Regions from separate parts of the Zea mays genome. Here region 1 is linked to region 2. Evidence: chromatin contacts called from public Hi-C data. All regions are on one chromosome and are shown on one strand. The core of a region is the stretch at or near the end of the contact, and the rest is flanking DNA. Distances in the headings are between cores, read along the strand shown. Region 1 holds the start of LOC100276459 (putative RING zinc finger domain superfamily protein). Region 2 holds the start of LOC100277126.

What was found. Hi-C and Micro-C count contacts between places; a contact is called where the count stands out from the background.
Region 1: a contact with region 2 is called in a Hi-C map of ear, with 3 times the contacts expected there. The contact joins the promoter of LOC100276459 here to the promoter of LOC100277126 in region 2. A contact is called at or near these places in 4 of 25 Hi-C or Micro-C datasets (ear, leaf, root tip and 1 more) and 1 of 3 datasets of contacts at active chromatin or transcription factors (leaf).

Annotation. Positions count from the first base shown.
Region 1 is chr4:179,366,982-179,370,966 of Zm-B73-REFERENCE-NAM-5.0, forward strand. LOC100276459 (putative RING zinc finger domain superfamily protein) reads left to right here and starts at 1,315. Exons shown (of 5, transcript NM_001407007.1): 1 at 1,315-1,572; 2 at 2,867-3,274; 3 at 3,357-3,985. The coding sequence starts at 1,509.
Region 2 is chr4:179,127,376-179,131,844 of Zm-B73-REFERENCE-NAM-5.0, forward strand. LOC100277126 reads left to right here and starts at 2,535. Exons shown (of 1, transcript NM_001150783.2): 1 at 2,535-3,752. The coding sequence starts at 2,831. The coding sequence ends at 3,634. LOC100381621 reads right to left here. Exons shown (of 7, transcript NM_001174438.2): 7 at 4,399-4,469.

The sequences.
Region 1 (3,985 bases), core at 65-2,564, 240 kb after region 2:
CAGCAGGGAGGCGCTACCAAGAAAGGTGGCACAAGTAGAGGCTGTCGGGCTCAATGAAGATGAGATGACACTCATCATCAAGCGCTTCAAGACCGCGCTAAAAGGACGCAAGGAGTACCCCAAGAAAAAAAAGTCAAGGGGAAAACGCTCCTGCTTCAAATGTGGTAAGACTGTTTCAAATGATCTAGATAGCTAGAGATGGTGAATAGTCTATAAAAATAGTTTAATAAAATATATTACAATAACTAGAGATAATATAAAACTTATCGGTATAATTGTCTCGATCTATCTCTATCCCGCTTCTTACTTAGTACCATATACAAGATGTGATCAATGATAAAATGCTATCATGGATTACTCTACACAACATAATATAAGCTACAAGATGCAATGGACAAGAGATTAACACAATATTTATTACTGCGGATCAATTGCTTGTCGGCAACCCACATCCTCGTTGTAGCGAGTCTAGCCTTAGACGATCCACGTGTTTATTAGTGTAATAAGCCAAGCCCACATAAAGGATATTGTGACTAGTGGCAGCGCTCCTTCCTCCCTCGAGCTTAGCTCCAATGACCCTCCCTCTCTAGCCTCCATGAAATGAGATGACCCCCTCGAGCTTGAGCGGCTCTGGCATCTACCTCGACAATGCGCATGGCCCTAACCATCATGTGTGACATCGTTGTCACACAAGCGAGTGTGACCTCAACTGAATGTCTATGTGAAGGAAAAAGATAAGATTGACATAGGTTGACATATGTGATTCGCTTGTCATCAAAAGAAGTTGATATATATTTTTTCCAACCATTGAATCCAATGGTTTCTAGTTTTTCTATAGCCTATAAACAACAATAGTTTTTCTACCACCCACAACTCACTGTAGAATTCTCAAAAATAACAAGTTAACCAAACTTAAGTTCACACATTTTTTAAGCTGAAAAATCTGCGGAGAGAAAAAGGTTTAGGTTGGAACAAATGGACGTACCCATGGAAGAGTTTATCACTCAGTAACGAGTGAAACCCGCTGATATTGGCCCGATTTTTGGTGCATTCTAGTTTTAAATTTGAAAATAAAAAAAATCAAAATTTAGTCAATAAAACGGATTTTTGAAATTTTGAATCGAGAATGTAATCCCTGGACATACCACACCGCCCTGGCCTGTCCCCGTACTTTCCCCCACGTGGATCCCACACCGACCCAAAGCCAGGCACCCAGCCCAAGCGCTTGCGGGCCCATCGGCAACTGAGCTGTGGGCCCGGAGAGCACGCCTCACGCCGAAGCCTATATAACCCGCACCTCCTGCCACTCCCAGTCTTTTCTCCCCTTCCCACCCCATCCCTCACTGCGAGTGGCCTGGTGCGCGAGCCGCGCGAGAGGAAAAGAGGCAGAGCGAGCCTTCCGCCTCCTCCCCCCCTTCGCGAGAGAGAAAGGAGTGGGGGAGGAAAAAAAATCTTAGGGCTTTCTCGTCGATCCTCTCCGCGATTACCCCACCGATTCGTCCAATCCAATGCAGCGCGGCCCCGCGGTATCAAATCCCCCGGCGGCGGCCGCCACCGGCGCCTCCGAGAACGGTAAGAGAGCGGCCCGTCCTGTGGGGGGTTTCGGGTGTTCTTAGCGGGGGGTGCTGCTTGATATCGTCTTCCGTCGAATTCCTTGGGTTCTGGGCGGGCGATTCTGTTTCTCGGCGCAATGCGATGCCCTTCATCAAGAAACGGTGACTTCTCGGGCCCGGGGTTTCGTGGGGGATGCGGTCCCGGCTCGGCGTGCGTAGTTGCGTGTATGGTGAACGGATCGTCGATGAGACTCTTGATCGAATCCGCATGTTGCCTGGATCTGATGCGAGAGTACGCTTGGGATTTGTGATCCTGGAACGGGCAGCAGAGAGCTGTTTTAGGCCCTCTCGATCATAAGAGGGGGGGGGGGGGGGGGGGGGGGGGGGGTGGGTTCGTGTTCTTGCTTTGGCCTTTGGGTAACCCCAGAGCATGGCGCGGATCATCCATGGCTCTGTTCTGCATAGCTGGGTGAGGGTTTCTTGAATTGGACTACCTTGGATTGAGGAACACGACAGAATAGAATTTTCCATCTAGATGGTTTGAAATTCATATATATCAGTTCATATCTTGCAGGTGGATGTGATTTGTCTCGTGCGGATGGGAAATGGTCGTAGGATCCTTTATAGGTTATTATTGAACTGCCCCCCACAGTTAATTGGTGGGTCTTGTCTATTATTGTTAGGTCCTTCTTGCATTCCATTTTCTACTAAATACAAGGGCGCAGGTGAAGACATGGATTGATGCTTTAGCTCTAAACGTTGATTTGTTTTGAATAGGCTTGCTTGGTCTGGCGTAATGTTAGTCAGGGTATTAATCCTCATATGGAGACTAGAGTCCCCATCAAGCCATCTAGTCCGGTACTTGAACTTACATATGCTGTTTTTCTTTATTTGGCATATCCACATATCCCGATTCTGTAACGGTTCGACAATTCCATTAAATATTCTAAGTTGGTTATGCGGTATAGTTTATAGAAGTGCACCTTCCCCGTGTGCCTGGATGTTACTCCTGAAAGATACTTAGCTGCTGGACTGTTAATTCATTTAACAAATATCACAAGATGGAGTTGCACATTAATTTCTTCTGTTCTATGTTATCTATCTTAGCAATCTGCATCTCATACTGTGTTTTGACTCAATTGATATTTAGTGTAGTTTCTTGCTATATATGACCATGCTGCATGATTTTAGTAATGCCTCACAGTCTCACACTTCTGTTCATGAAGTAAATATTAGCTAACAGTACACCCCCAAACAATGTTTCTGCTTAATCTTGAACTCGCTTCTTTTTTTACTTTGCTTTGCATTTTCAGTGAGCAGAAATATTGGACACTCTGGCCCATCTTGCAGTGCACCTGCATATCAGTTGTTTCGCCCTGTTACTCGTTCTATGACCCGTGGGTCTGATCCTATCGTGGCTTCACCTGGTTTCAAGGCAGGAGGATCTGATAGCGCAAGCACACAAAGAAGTATTTCATATGCTTCTTTTAGCGCTCAATTAGTTGCCTCACGACTGACTGCCACTCGTACCCGGACCCCTCTAAAAGTGACTTCATCTGGTTGGAAGCCTCTTACTCAACCTGTTGCTCTGAACGAAGAGAGGAAATGTGCAAACCTTACAATCAACCCTACTGCTAAGCGTTCCAGAGTTACTTCCTCCAGAGCTGTCAAAGATTCAATCAACAATTCAGCTTCAAAAGCCAACTCAAGTGTTCCCAGTGGTGTTTACTTGATGCTTTTATCAACATAATTTTAGTAGCCATGCACTGAATCTTAACCCTTAATTATTTTATCTTATTGCAGACAAAAAGTACAGAAATGAAGATAATGTGAGCCTGGGCGATCAGTCAGATGGGGCCGTCATGCCATCTCCCACAAAGAAGCTGCAAATATGCAAAGGCCCTTCAGATGCACCTTCAATTAGGAAATCAACTATCAGAATCCTGGGTGTTAAGGGAGCTGCTCTACCACCCACAGGGAAATCTCAAGTTGAAACTCGGAAATGCTTTGCTAATGCTACAGCAGAAGTGATTTCTGCTAGTACAAACGAGATCAGTGAGCCAGATAATGCAGCTGCCCCATTGCTTGCACAGCAGTTGCCACCAGACACTGCAAAGAACTCCACTGTCATCATGCATACCCATGAAACAAGTAAAGTCAATCAGTTGGCTGCTACATGGCCAAGGGCGAACTTTCAAACTGATTACAACAAGAAGCCTTCCAATGTACCCATAATGGCTAACCAGCCCAGTGGGTTCGCTGGTGCGACTGCTCCCTTGGTGACACCAAAGATGGAAATCGGAAACATGAAGGACAGTTCCAATCCTCTCTCAAATCCTGCTTACGCAAGGGCGCTTGTAATAAAGCAGCAAGAGCAGCTCCTTCAGCAATATAAATTGGGCAGTTCACCGCAGCGACAGCATCATGGACAG
Region 2 (4,469 bases), core at 1,285-3,784:
CTCCATCTGTTATAAAAAAGAATATATTTCTCTTTCAATGAATCAAATAGTCCAAGTGCTTGTTTAGAAGTAAATTTTTTTTATAGTTTTTAGGTAATACAATGATTTAATGATACCATAGTATTTTATGCCATAAGATGTTTGTTTACAATCCTGAAAGATATGTTTTTAAAACCATTGTATTTTAGATACCATGGTATTTTTTTTTGAGTATTGAAAACTTCACTCCAACCCAAAGTTTTTATGGCATTGCTAGCTTTTACCTAATAACATGGTTTACAATGTTGTATCCAAACAATATTTCTCAAAACCATGATATTTGTGGAGCTGGTTAAAAAAAGTATTATCATGATAATTGCAAAGTACAGTATTGTAAAACCTTAGTTTAAAAAACATTGTTGCCAAACATGCCCTAGGCCTTAGCTAAATTTATATGTAAATAGTATAAGCATTCATAAGACAAATTAAGTACTATTAGATTAGTTATAGGATTTATTTGAAGATATAAATGCTAATATTATTTGCTATAAATTTAATTAAACTTATACTTCTGTCCTGATTTATAATTTGTTTGACTTTTTTAGCAAGTTTGAACGTCTCGTCTTATTTATTTTTTTTGCGAAAAAAATAAAAAAATCAAAGCCATAATACTTAAAGTCTATTAGAGACTAAATAATATCACAACAAAATTAATAATAATTATGATTTTTTGAATAATACAAACCGGTTAAACTTAGTGTAAAAAATAAAACGGATTGTAATTTGGAAAAGAGGGAGTAATTACAATTCATAGTTGCATTCTTTTATGAATATGAGTATATCATTAAGACCAAAGAGGGACCATGGTCACCCATTAAGGCTTATTCAATTTTATTACTAAGGGCTCGTTTGGCAGAGCTCTGCTCTATGATTCTCTAACTCCGAGAGCCGATTCTCTAATAGAGTGATTTCGAGTGATTCTTTAGCAAAAGTGAATCTGTTTGACAAAAATCGTTTGTCAAATAGGCTATGAAGTGATTTCTGAGAGGTTAGAGAGTGAAGAGCGGGCTAGGAACAATGGGAAGTAGTTTTTTTTCTCCTACTTTATAGTACAAAATAGAGACTATTCAATGCACCCCCCACTATAAAATAGTTTAGATTTTTACCGTTTAGCTCTACGTGAGTTATTCTTCTCGCAGGAAGTAGAGTTACAGGGACTTTGTCAAACGCCCCTAAGACTTTTAATCGAACAGGCCTGGATTTGGATTGTTACATAATAGTAGTAGTGCTTGTTGAGCAGTAAATGTTCAAAATCAACGTGGATTAGCACCAATATCCCTCGTCCCTCCTCACGGTCCAGAAAATAGCACACAAGCACATCTGTAATGGTACAGTATAACCTTCTAGTATTTACTAGCCAGTAGCCCGTGCTTTGCTACAGTTATTATATATCATATAAATAGATATTGAGATATTTATTCAAATATAATTATTGTTAGTTTCTAAACATTAAGGTATTTGTGATCTGGTGGTTAGCCCCACAATTCTAGAGCAGGGTGTGAGTTTCAGTGCTCGCTCTGCACTATTTTTTTATGCGGTGTGGTAGGTGGACTCAGAGTGTCAACACGGAGGGTGAAACTGTGGTAGCATCATGTTCTCACATTAGGTTATAAATGAGATTATATTATCTCTCATTTAATTCTTCAATAGATTATAAAAATAATACTCTCTCCGTTCATAAGTATACTTTAAAAAGCTTTCAGCACTCATTTTATATAAAATATTTATTTGGAAATTTCAAAATTTATTACGCTCAAACAATCTTTAAATGATAAAACAATTAAAAATAGTAAGTAATAACTAATGATTTCTTTTTAATAAAACGAGTGATTAAAGTTTTGAAAAAGATAATGACATTATATATTTTATGACAAGTGGTTTATGTTTTGTACGCCAAAGGTGGAAAAATATAAAAAAACTCTATCCTTACAATAGCAAGAGGATTTTGATCCCTCTAATCGTCTATGCTATTTTTGCTTCTAAACATACTTTTACCCTGTGCAATTGGGATTAGTTTGGTAACCATATTTTTAAAGAATTCCTATATTTTCAAGAAAAAAAACTTCCCCATCATCGTTCTCTAAAAACTTCTTCATCCTTATTCTCTAATAGAAAAATTTCCCACAGAGAATCGGAGATCGAGGCCATTGGCATCTTTAGATATGAGGACACCAGCGACATTGGTACAATATCTGGCTAAAGAGCATCGCGAAAAAATATAATCCATTATATAATAAGGCACGAGAGGAACACCCAATAATAAAATAATAAAGATCAGTCATTATTTTTTGGCCTATCTAATCTCCTCTTACATGTTTGCTCCCAAACATACCTTTAGCGTTAATTTGGGAGCTAGAAAATATGAGGGAATTGGGAAGGCTATAATCTTCTTCTTATTTAATTTTAAATAAGAAGGAAATTTTAGCCATCCAATCCTCTCCGATTCTGTGGCTTCTAAACTAGGCTTATGGCTTTATCCTGCAAAGTTGGGGTGTATACGGACACAGGATATTTGGTCGCTGGAGACAGACACACGACACGACACAGACATGCGTCGAGGTCACGAGGTCCAGAGCAGTAGGAAAGTAGTTTTCTCGAGGCCACGAGGTCCCCTGTACCTGTAGCTGTAGCATGGGCGGTACAGCAGCACCAATGCAAGCTGCAAGGCGATCGAATGATACTACCCCACCGGCGTCGGACATGCAGGTACGGTAGCGTTCTGTTTTTGTTTATAAATAAAAAAAAACTGCTCCGCGCTTTGCACACGGCCGATCCAGGCAGCAGCAGCAGCATGTTCCCACAGGCAGATGCGCATCCAGCCCACGAGCCTCTCGCCGGCCGGGTGGCCATCGTGACAGGAGGCGCCGGGGGCATCGGCTCGGCGGTGGCCGCGCACCTGGCGTCCCTGGGCGCCCGCGTCGTGGTCGGCTTCATCGGCGACCCGGCCCCCGCGGACCAGCTCGTGGCGGCCCTCAACAACTCCTCGCCGGCAGGCAACAGCGACCCGCGCGCCGTGGCGGTGGCAGCGGACGTGTCGGACCCGGCGCAGGTGGCGCGGCTGTTCGACGCGGCGGAGGCGGCGTTCGGGCCGGAGCTGCACGTGCTGGTGGCCGCGGCGGGGGTGCAGGACGCGACGTACCCGCGGATCGCGGACACGTCGCCCGAGCAGTGGGACCTCGCGTTCGGCGTGAACACGCGCGGCACGTTCCTGTGCTGCCGGGAGGCGGCGCGGCGGCTGGCGCGCGGCGGCGCGGGCCGCATCGTCACCCTCTCGTCCTCCAACGTGGGGTCGCTGCGGCCCGGGTACGGCGCGTACGTGGCCAGCAAGGCGGCCGTGGAGGCCATGACAAAGGTGCTGGCCAAGGAGCTCGGAGGGATGGGGATCACGGCCAACGCCGTGGCGCCGGGCCCCGTGGCCACGCCCATGTTCTACGCGGGCAAATCGGAGGAGCGCGTGGCCGCCGCCGCGCGCGAGTGCCCCATGGGGAGGCTCGCCGAGCCAGCGGACGTGGCGCCCGTGGTGGGGTTCCTGTGCACCGACGCCGCCGGCTGGATCAACGGGCAGGTCATCCGAGTCAACGGCGGCTACGTGTGAGTGTACTGTGATGAGAGGGAGGAGGCATAGCTAGCTAGCTTAGCTTGGAGTGTCAGCGTGTCACCAACCGACAATTACACGTGCTCCTTCCCTTAATAATAATAATAATAATAATAATAATAATAATAATAATAATAATAATAATAATAATAATAATAATAAGGTCTGAGAAAAAAAAAACTTGTACGTGCATTTCCATTTGACCATTTCATTGTGTGATTGAGCCAGGTAGAGGGAAAAAGGACAGATGAGATCCCTCAAAGTAGAGCTCCTGACAGAATGGTGACTGCACCAAAGGGTACGATCAATACAGTAAAATACATAGCCGAAGCTAAAAGATGACCGAGAATTAATAGGAGCTTCCCATCAGCCTAAACAGTTCACAATGGTGTCCTGAGGCCTAAACCAGCCAGTCTCATTCTACCGCATAAAATATAACATAAATGGTAATGGTTCACTCTCTGAGTACCGGCGGTAACAAATTTGAATAGGTCAGTATTGGATGACTGTTGTCTACTCTGAAGTGTCGGTTAGAAGATTCTGGTCGCCCCCTTTGCTTAGATTTGAAACCAGCAATGATAGTGAGTAACCTGTTAACTGGAGCCTCTAGTTCTAAGGAGATGGCGGATCTAAGAAAGATACATCTAAAGGCATTACACTTAAGGACACATAACTGCTAAGGTTTACAGCTTACAACAAAGCTTTCAGTTTTTGGGCGCATTGCATTGGTCTAGGATGCAATAAAAGACCACACTGGCACCTTTGTCATGGAAATCCATGATTTCGTGTTGCTTCCCTTCTCTTCCATGTAAGTTGTTCGAACACAAAAGAACAT